2 separate regions of the Sus scrofa genome follow, and region 1 is linked to region 2. Evidence: chromatin contacts called from public HiChIP or PLAC-seq data. All regions are on one chromosome and are shown on one strand. The core of a region is the stretch at or near the end of the contact, and the rest is flanking DNA. Distances in the headings are between cores, read along the strand shown.

Region 1 (4,986 bases), core at 1,486-3,985, 160 kb before region 2:
AAAAAAAAAAAGAAGGAAAGAAAAGGAAGAAAGAAAGGAAGAAGGGGAGGCAAAAGAAAGAAAAGAAGGAAAAAAAAAATCATAGTCCAGAAAAGTCAGACCAGAGATTATATTAGGCTGAGGCAAATGGTATTCACCTTTTATAGTCCCTATGTTTTATAATGAAGATACTTCATTGAAACAATGATGCATACTTCAAGGGTTCCCTGGAGAGCTGTGAATCCTGTTTGGAGAGATTCATGAATATGTGCATTAGCACAATCCAACTGGAACTTGCCCTTAAAAAAACGAACCACAAGAGAAGCTGATCAGTTTCCGCTTATGTATATAATCAGAAGGTTATCATATTATCTCCCTCTCCACGGGAAAAGCGGATGCATATTTTTCTACCACCTTAAGAGGAGAAATGCCAAAGGGAACAGCAATTTTTTACCCCCTCTGTGTGATGTTCATTACAAGAAACCCACACAGAGACCTTTTAAAACAGGTCTCCAGTAAAAAGAGCAGAAAATTAATATAGGCTTGATTTTTCAAAATGAGTTTTGTTTTTTGCATAAGTTGAATCATCACACAAACCTTCAAAACACACATTTCTGCCCTAATTTGCTGAAGGTCAATAAAACTGCATTGAGTTTAGAGATTGCATATATGAGACAGATATTTCAGAGTCAAAGCTCACAAAAAGTATGTGAAATTCTGTGCCTTAAAGATGACTAAGGGACACATGGCAAATCTTGAAGTAGTAGTTTATTTAAATTACAAAGAATTCCATGAAAAATGTTTCCAACCAGCAGTTGGTGCCCAAGTTTCAATAAAAATGGCAGACTACCACTAAGCTAGTAAGTGATATAGAGCATCCAGGTATATTTGCAGTTATCTATTAACTCCAAACAAAATGGAGAGTATAAACAGAAGGAAACCCCCCAAACCTTAATCATCACATGGCAACAATAGAGAAAAATTGTTGTTACCTAAAAACTGAAAGTTAAATTATCATCAATGCTGTGCCAAGCAGAGAAAGCATTAGCGAATGTGAATAAGCACTGCAGAAAATGTGAGGTTTTTCCTCCAGATTTGTGGAAAAAACCCTGCTGAATTACTTAGGAAAGAGCTTACATTGTTTTTTATGCCTTGTTATTCTTATTGTAACTTCTGAGTTCAAGCATGTTACTGTTCCCAGCATGTTATGCAAACACAGAGGAGCAAAATGATTGTTTCAAAAAAGATGAGTACAATTATTTTAATGTTAAAAACTACTTAATTCCCGTCTGGCAATTTCTTTTTTAACTTGTCAGTTAGTCACTACTTAGGCATTTGGTAATGTATTGCCAGTAACTGTTTCAATTTATTATTTCTAGTCCCCACATTCATGGATAAAACAATGTTTAAACTTGCTTATGTTCTCAGACCTCTAGATTCAAATGCTTCCTGGACACTTTAAGCTCTCCCAATGTGATCTGAGTCTGCACCATTCTCAGGATGTCGGGTGGGGCCCAGGGAACACTGTTAATTTGAGAGGGTACAAGGATGTAGTCATGCATTCAAATTATTTCTAACTTCCCACCAGAAATCAAATTCGTGTTTTGGAAAATTAGTACTTAGCCAAGTTCTGGGGAAGAAAGCATTTTATTTAATAATAGTTCAAATAATGCAGTAAAAATGCCTCTCTGTGCATTTGAACTGGCCCTGGTGGCCTGATTCAGTATTTTGCACATTTTCTTGACTTTTCAAGCTTCATACACACAAAAAGAAATTGTACAAAACATTTAGCACTATTTTTTTTTCCATAGCTGGTAATGGGGCTTTCACAACACAAAGGCAAGGAAAAATTATTTGGAAAGGTGAACAGGATTTTAGAAAAACTAAAAAACTCTCCTCATACATTTTAGACTCAGCTTTCTGTCCCTTTCCTATGTGTTTTAAATCGAGTCACTTGATTCCCTGAAAGAATTATGCTTATGAACTTTAAATGCTGAATGTAATCATCCATAATTGACCCACAAAAACAAATTTCATAGAGAAGAATGATGTTAAAGACTGCTATTTACTGACAGTTTTTTTTTTTTTGTGCCTCTGCTTACCAAATAGGTAAATAATCTACCACTCTATTGCCCAAACTATTTCAGAATTCACATATGCACCAAAGAAAATGTGGCTTTGAGCTCCTCTTGCAAATAGCTCCTATCCTAAGATCTTAGAAGTTTTATCTTGTGCAAAAAGGCAGTTTTCACCAGTAACACAGCCATCTGTTTAGTAAAAACAAGGCTAGCTAGTGAATTGCAACTTGTGTGTGAATGTGTGTGTGTGTGTGGTGTGTAGTGGAGGTGGTGGTGAGAGAAGGTCAAAGGGTAAATTCCAATTGCTGTGACATATTTTTATGAGCTGAATCATACCCAGCTTTTAGCCTTGAAAGGGGAAGAAGATCTTAGAAAGGGAAGTAACATGAATGGTCAGGTCAAGAAAATCCTCAAGAAGAGCTCTTCCAAATTAGTGTTAATTGCTCCCCAACCTGCCATATTCATCCATTTGAATTTTATTTTATTGTCCTAGGACTTGAAAAGATCCATTTTCTCTTACAGGAATACCAGTAAAATTTGGATTGTCAAAGACAAAGTTCTCTTGGAGGATTTACTTCCCTTTTTATACCTTTGGTATTTTTCTCCTTGTTGGAGGGGCGAGGGGTGAAGCATCCTCAAAAGTCAGGAAGGAGGAGGAGACTACGTTCACAGTTAGTTCCCAGCCCAAGGCTGACAAAGCACTGCTGCAGCAGGAGGGAAAATGCTAACCAGAGCGAGGGAGAAAAGACAGAAGGGGCCCCAGAATCCCAGCTTGCTTAGAAGCCTTAACAACTTCACCCTACCCTTCCTCTCTGGGCTCCCTTCTCTCTGACAAATGTGGAGGCTATTTTCTGCTTTTTCCAAGAGGTACTGCCAGGATTAAAAACAAAACAAACAAACAAACAGAAAAGAAAAGAAAAGAAAAGCTGATTCTAAAATCAAGAAAGAAGAAGCAGAAGGGTCAGGGGCAACAGTCAAGGCAGAAGCAGCGGCGGTGGCCAGTTCAGCGCCGGCATCACCGCTCCCGCGGCGCTGTCGCGGGCAGCGGCCGCCGCGGTGACAGCCCCAGTGGCAACAGCTGAGGGGAGGCCAGGCTTCTCCCGGTGCCAACGCACTGGGGTCGGAGTGGGGAGTCCCTATCGCTCCCATCTTCTGAGCAAGCACATTCTTCTCATTCCTTCACTCTCGCCTTCTCAGTGTCAGCTGACCGACTGCTCCCTCCCTTGCCTTGGGGATTGGCAAAGCCGCCTTTCTTTTCCTGCGATGCAGGAGAATGACACCCGGATTTGTTCTAGTAGGTGTCCCTGCCGCCTCAGGCGTGAGTTCCCAGAGCCAGTTAGACCTGGGCCTCCCTGGGCATCTGTCTCCCGGTTGGTTCATCGAATCCCAAGGCATTTTGTGGGTGAGATTGCCAGTGACTAAACAAGACCTTAAATTTCAAAGTTGATGGGTATAAATCTAGGCATCAGTTGAGAGGGTGACCAGCTCCAAGGCACTGAAAGAAGATGAACAAATGAGGCAATTTCAGTATTATCAGAGACAACATTATGACCCTTTTTGTTGTAAAAGGAACACAAATGTAGCTACAGATTGAATGAAGTTATAGGCCATTAAAGGGCAAGAGAGAAGAGGGAAGGGATAATAGGCACTGTCCATTTGAGCCTGTTATACTTACTGTTTCAAATCTATTCAGACAGTGTTAGTGGCAAATACATAGTTTACCGGCAATAATAAATGAGGGAAGGAGTAGAGATAAATCTTAGGGAGCGCGGCAGTGCATTTAGAGTAGTGACAATTGCTATTTATTTGCTTTTCTCTTATGAAAACTATACAGGGCAAGGTTATATGTGCGATGCACATCTTTATAATATTTTTTCCCCATATTTTTGGAAGTCAGGGTGAAAGAAAGCATTCAACTTTATTTTCTTTAATTAGATATACGAAAAAAATCAATAAGCCTTTTTTTAGTATGGATTTCTCTCCTCTAGTCAATGTTCAAGCAAAACTAATTGTACATTTTTTTACATTTATAGCCAACCTGTTTGCCTATCCCATATGACTGTTAAATTCTACCCTAAAAGTTTACAATATTTCATGTATATGAACTTTAACTCTGCCATACAGCTGTGTATTTCTTCATACATTTGGCCTTTAACAATCGAAGGGTTTAGACACGTTGTTCACTTGCTGGAGAAATAAATAGAGTTATTTTGTTTTTAAGTATAAGCTCCTGAAGGGCAAAACTGGGGATTTCTTCATAGTCTGGAGGCTACCAAACTCACAATTAGCTTTAAGTAAGTGCATTTTTGGTTGGGAAGAACAAGTAAGTCAAACTTCAAAATTTAAACTTGTGTATATAAGATAATTGGTTTTAATTAAATGGGGAAATTAAAAAAAATTTAAGAGGGATAGAACGAACGAACATAGTGCCTTAAATTAGGAGAGGTAATTATTTGATCTGATGAAAAAAGTGTATAGAAATTTTGAAATGCATTACATTTTATTTTATTTTTTTTTGAAATGGAGTGGAATAATTACAAGTAAGATTACATTTGTTGCATAAATGAATGTGATCAAGATATTCATTTGTATTAGAAAAACAATTAGACTACATGTAGATAAATTGTTTTATATATTTCAGTAACATAATGTAGCATTTTGCAAAATTTCGAAAAGAATTTTCTTAAAGATAATTAAGAGAATTAACCCTATCGACTCATTTAAATACTTTTTTCAATGTGAAATCGAAGGATTTATTATAAATGATATGTGAGAGTAAGTGGAAACTTACACTGCATTTAGAGTATTCTTTAAGTGGCTTAAAAAAAAGAAAGAAGAATGAAGTGTTTATACTTCTGTGGTGAGCTGAGTAAATAGAATTTTTGTGTCTCCAATTTCATTTAGACATTTTATATTTTTATAAAGTATA
Region 2 (4,792 bases), core at 1,034-3,533:
ATGCTGTACTTCAGAAGGTATCAAGGAACTTTAAAATTATCTGGTTTTAAAATCCTGTACCTTTGTGAGGGATCAATATTATTTTGAAGAATATGTGACTTCTGAAAGCTCAGAGTCAGTGGTGGAGCTCAAAATAGAACCAATGAATCTTGACTCTCAATTTGTGTCTCTAGCTAACCACATTAACTGGACAATTTTCTTTCATCTTTGTGTTATTAATAACATAATATCCTGTGACACAACAGACTAATAGCCTCTTTGGAGAATTACCTTAGAGTTATGTGGTACACGTTTTTAAAGAACACGTTATGTACAGATATATACAACTTATGGATAGTCACATAATTAAAGAAATGCTGGCTATTTAGATCACAATTTTCACTTCCAATAGTCTTAGCCTTATAACTATATATATGGGTCACTTGGAACAATGAAACATCTTAAATTTATAGAGTACCTTTTTTTCAGGAAACCGCTTTTCTCCTATTCTGGTAACTCATGAAAAGGGAGATCGTTAGAACTTTCACATCCTATCTTTATTTCAGATTTGGAATAAGGTAGGTCTGGACTAAATAAACTACTGCTTCTGGACCCAAAGGAAATTAGTATTAGGTAGTATTTTGGGCCCAAGGTCTTCAAGTTCTAATCAAGACAAATGGGTTTTCCAACTTCTATGGCTTTTGGGTAATGTTATCACTGTTAGCTACTTAAGTATCATGATTACTTTTCTATATTTCTCACATTTCAAACTCTTCAATCCTTTAGTGGCAATCATAGTGTGCTGTCAGGGTTTTCATTTTATTTCTCTAATTGTAATTTGTTTTATACCTTAAATAAAGATTTTCTTCAAAGATTTCCCCTTGAACTTCCTTCTTTCTTTCTGTCATAACCTTCCATGGCTTAAATTACTGATTATATGAAGCATATTCGAACATATATAACAACAGCTTAACTTCACTCCTGAGATTGTTTGCCTTCTAATGATTTCCTCTTGCATTTTCATTAGCAGCTTAAATTCAACATGTTCTAAGCTTTCCTTAACTTTTTTATTCTTGAGGCTATCAGCCTCATATACTCTGTTATCCCATATAAAAATCCTGTTTCTTTTCAATATTTATTATAGTTATATCTTTATAGGTCTTTCATCCCAGCTAAGTTGCAGGCTCCTTGTGTTATATGAGTAACAACAGGGTGTTGTTCATCTTTGCTGTCCTGGTGGATAGCATAGTATATAGCATCTGGTAGATGCTCAATAAATTTTTGGTGAAAGAATGAGTGAAGAAATGTAAGTTTTAAGGATATACAAGATGGAGAGAAATCCATTTCCTGCAGGAAAAATAATTTAAGCTTTGTTTTTAAAAATGTCATCAGAGAGTAAATTATTAAAATCCAGTTTGTTAATATACTGAAACACTATTGCAATGTGTATTATTATTATTTAGTTTGGGGGTATAATTTTAATAAAATTTCATTTTTTGATGGAGCACCTTCAGAAAGAGGTGTTAGTCTCTTAAAATGGGACTTATAAACTTTATGTTCTTTTATGTTTGTTACCAAAATGTTAGGTATTTATAATTATGAAGGAAATACAATTAAGACAAAAGCATTTCCAATCAAATAGGATTTGATTATCCATTAATGCTAAATGGGAGGTTCATGACCTGAGTCTAATGGGCCCTTTACAAGTTGTAGTGGACAATTAAACGACTCAGCAGTGAAACTGACATTGAGGAGCCGATTTTGCCTGCCAGCCGCTCTCAGGGTTTGGATTTCACTGGATCATGTTCCGAAAGGTCAACACTGGCCAGATGACCGGTCTAGAAACTGCAGATGGCAGTGTGGTCACCTGACCACTCTGGGGCTCCCCAACCTGCTGCACAGGCTCAAGTTCACTGAAAGGTCATGATAGGCTCTGTGCCATTACTCTGGAATACTATAATTCCTGAGTACTCTCTCTTCTACATTATGTGGAATAAAATAGATACTTTGGTCTCCCAGCCAGAGGATAATATAATGACACTGTGATGACATTCAAAAGATAGCAGCTTAGCTATAGAGATCAGCTCAGGGTAAGACAGGCTTCTTCACAGGAATGTTCATATTCTGTAAATGAAACAGCATTTACATACTCACCAGAAACTTGGGAGACATTCAAGACACCAGAGTTCAATATGACTACACCAATTATAAGCTATATGTCCTTGTGCCCATCATGTCATCTCCTTGAATCTGTTTTATTCCCAGCTATAAACTGGAGAAAACAATATTGTACCTATCCTGCCCTGCCAACTTCAGAGAGTTGAGAAACACAGCACGTAAGTCATTGGCAAACTGTCTGGTGATATCCAAACATACTATCCATTTTCTTCCTGCTTGAATGAGAGTCTTTATGTGACTTTCCAGAGAAAAAAAGTGAAAAAGTTTTTTTCTTATTTTTAAATCATGTGAGTTAAACTTAGTCAGTTTTTTAAAAAAGCATTTATTGCCCCTGAATGTTTTTAAAGAGACCCCAAAGGTGGACACAATATAAAAACATCTCTGGTCAATGATTCTCTTGCTCAGATTTTGCTCAGTCTAGCAGGAAAAGAGACTAACTTTAATTTTGAGGTTTTTTTTTCTTTTTCAAAGTCAGAATTAAGGAATACATGTTTGAACATGACCTGGAACTATTGTATTATTTATGCCCAAGTAGCATTTAAAAAAATCTTACGCAATACAATCACATGATCTTTCTCCATTGCTGTTATTCTTTTTTTTTTTTTTTTTGTCTTTTTGTTGTTGTTGTTGCTATTTCTTGGGCCGCTCCCGCGGCATATGGAGGTTCCCAGGCTAGGGGTTGAATCGGAGCTGTAGCCACCGGCCTACGCCAGAGCCACAGCAACGTGGGATCCGAGCCGCGTCTGCAACCTACACCACAGCTCACGGCAACGCGGGATCGTTAACCCACTGAGCAAGGGCAGGGACCGAACCCGCAACCTCATGGTTCCTAGTCGGATTCGTTAACCACTGCGCCACGATGGGAACTCCCATTGCTGTTATTCTTGACAAGACAGGTTGGTTTGACTGCAGCTCTTACTGCCTCAATAGCATGGTTCATTTGCCCAGAGGCCCAGCCTCTTAGACATTACTCACTCAAGGTAAATGGAGCAAGATTATGTCTGTAATATGAAGTACTCATCTACACACGAGAGAGAGAAAGCTGAGCTCGCAATGGTGCTGAAATCTTAAACAATGATCTTATTTTTTCTGAAAAGCCTCTTAAGAATAATCAGAAATAGATAGCAGATCAGGAAACTACCCCTATAACCCAGAGAAAAGCCCTTAAGAGTGATTCTGTACTTTGAGCACAAATGTCATTAGGAAACAAATAGCTACTCTTGGAGGTAAGATTTTAACTTCTTCGTTTTAAATTGTAATGTCCTAAAGAAGGGCTTAAAATATTTGAATTTAGAACAAATGTGAAAAAAATTTAATGTGTTGGATTGAGAAAATTTTCACCAGATGAAAATCAAATTTGCACTAGTGCTTTCTAATTTTGCCCAGTTTTATTTTTCTGTGCTGCATCAGCTAAGAGAACAGAGGCATCTGTCTGCAGCTAACATTCTCTGAAAGTTCTCAGGAAAAATAACCAAGAACACAATGAAAAAAGGGCAGATGTACAGTCCTCAAGCCTCCTGTTGGCTTGGCTTGGCTTGGCTTCAGGTCCTGGGAAATTGAGAGAATGCTGATTTGCATGGTTGATGCAGATCAAAGGGAAGGCAGAGTGCTCTTGCTTGTGTCTGAGTAAACACTGCTGGTTCCTTGGAGCTGAAGCAAGCAGACAATAAATAGATCAATTGTCTTCTAGAAACTATAAAACTAGAATTTCTACCTTGTTTTTGTGAAAACTTAATAACACAGTGAGTTTTGTAGCCTGCAGGAAAGGAATACAGTCCTTAAGATGGAAACAGACAGTTGTTGCTATTTAAGTGTCCCCTTTCAGCGTGGGTAGTGAGCATTTGGTGTAGCTTATGTTCTTTGTGTTGCACCTGCTCTCCTGTTGGTTTATAAAAACTATGCCTGCACATATGTGGCTAAACTTTTCTCTCTTGAGTGTCTCCTGTCTCTGCTGGAGGATTTGGCTCCAGAAACTTGGATTTCTCTTTGTTCACCTGTTCACCATCCCCAATATGGTACCCACATTCATGCCTCCACTCACCTACTGTCTTCATAATATCCAGTACCTCAGTTACCACCAACTTTTGCTGCCCTGGATTTATTTCCCAGAGGGAACTATTGGAACATCTGTGGGGACAAACTGTACTCTTTGACTCTTCTTTTATACTTTGCACTCAAAGGTACTTTGTTCAGAAAAACATGCTCTGTATGCCTAAAAATGCTCCTCTGGAGGCTGCTCTAGAAACAATTGAACTGTATGCAAATCTAACATCCCTCTCCATTTCTGAAGCTGATTCCCCCACCCCTTTTTCAGCCTAGGTATCTATAAAGACCCACACAACCCAAACCTGGCTTGCAGGGTCAAGCTGTCCCTTAACAGTGGAAAAAGCTGATGAAAATCCTTCACACAGAGGTGTTAAGGCTTAATGATGAACACTCCCTTGAGTATCTTCATTTTGAAAGAGATTGCCTGGAGAGGTTATTGATTTACACAGAGAAATGGATTTCTAATCTTGGAATTTTGTTTGGAGAAGGGAAAGAGATTGGGTGGGTATTTTTTTTTTTTTTTGATAATGCCAGAAATTAAACAGAAACAGTCACTTGATTTGTCCTTTGGTGAAATGTCCCAGATTAT

The links. HiChIP or PLAC-seq counts read pairs in DNA pulled down with a chosen protein or histone mark.
Region 1: a contact with region 2 is called in an H3K27ac HiChIP or PLAC-seq map of skeletal muscle. The contact joins two enhancer-like sites. A contact is called at or near these places in 2 of 47 Hi-C or Micro-C datasets (both in embryonic fibroblasts) and 1 of 2 datasets of contacts at active chromatin or transcription factors (skeletal muscle).

The regions. Positions count from the first base shown.
Region 1 is chr15:70,005,425-70,010,410 of Sscrofa11.1, reverse strand. No RefSeq gene overlaps it. Among named protein-coding and RNA genes, the nearest start is that of FIGN, 390 kb to the left of the region's middle. Within about 2 kb of position 2,735, at least 39 of the 83 cell types and tissues checked have an H3K27ac peak or open chromatin away from gene starts, as enhancers often do. A contact at or near this core is called in skeletal muscle, where this site is marked.
Region 2 is chr15:69,842,967-69,847,758 of Sscrofa11.1, reverse strand. No RefSeq gene overlaps it. Among named protein-coding and RNA genes, the nearest start is that of KCNH7, 290 kb to the right of the region's middle. Within about 2 kb of position 2,283, at least 1 of the 83 cell types and tissues checked has an H3K27ac peak or open chromatin away from gene starts, as enhancers often do. A contact at or near this core is called in skeletal muscle, where this site is marked.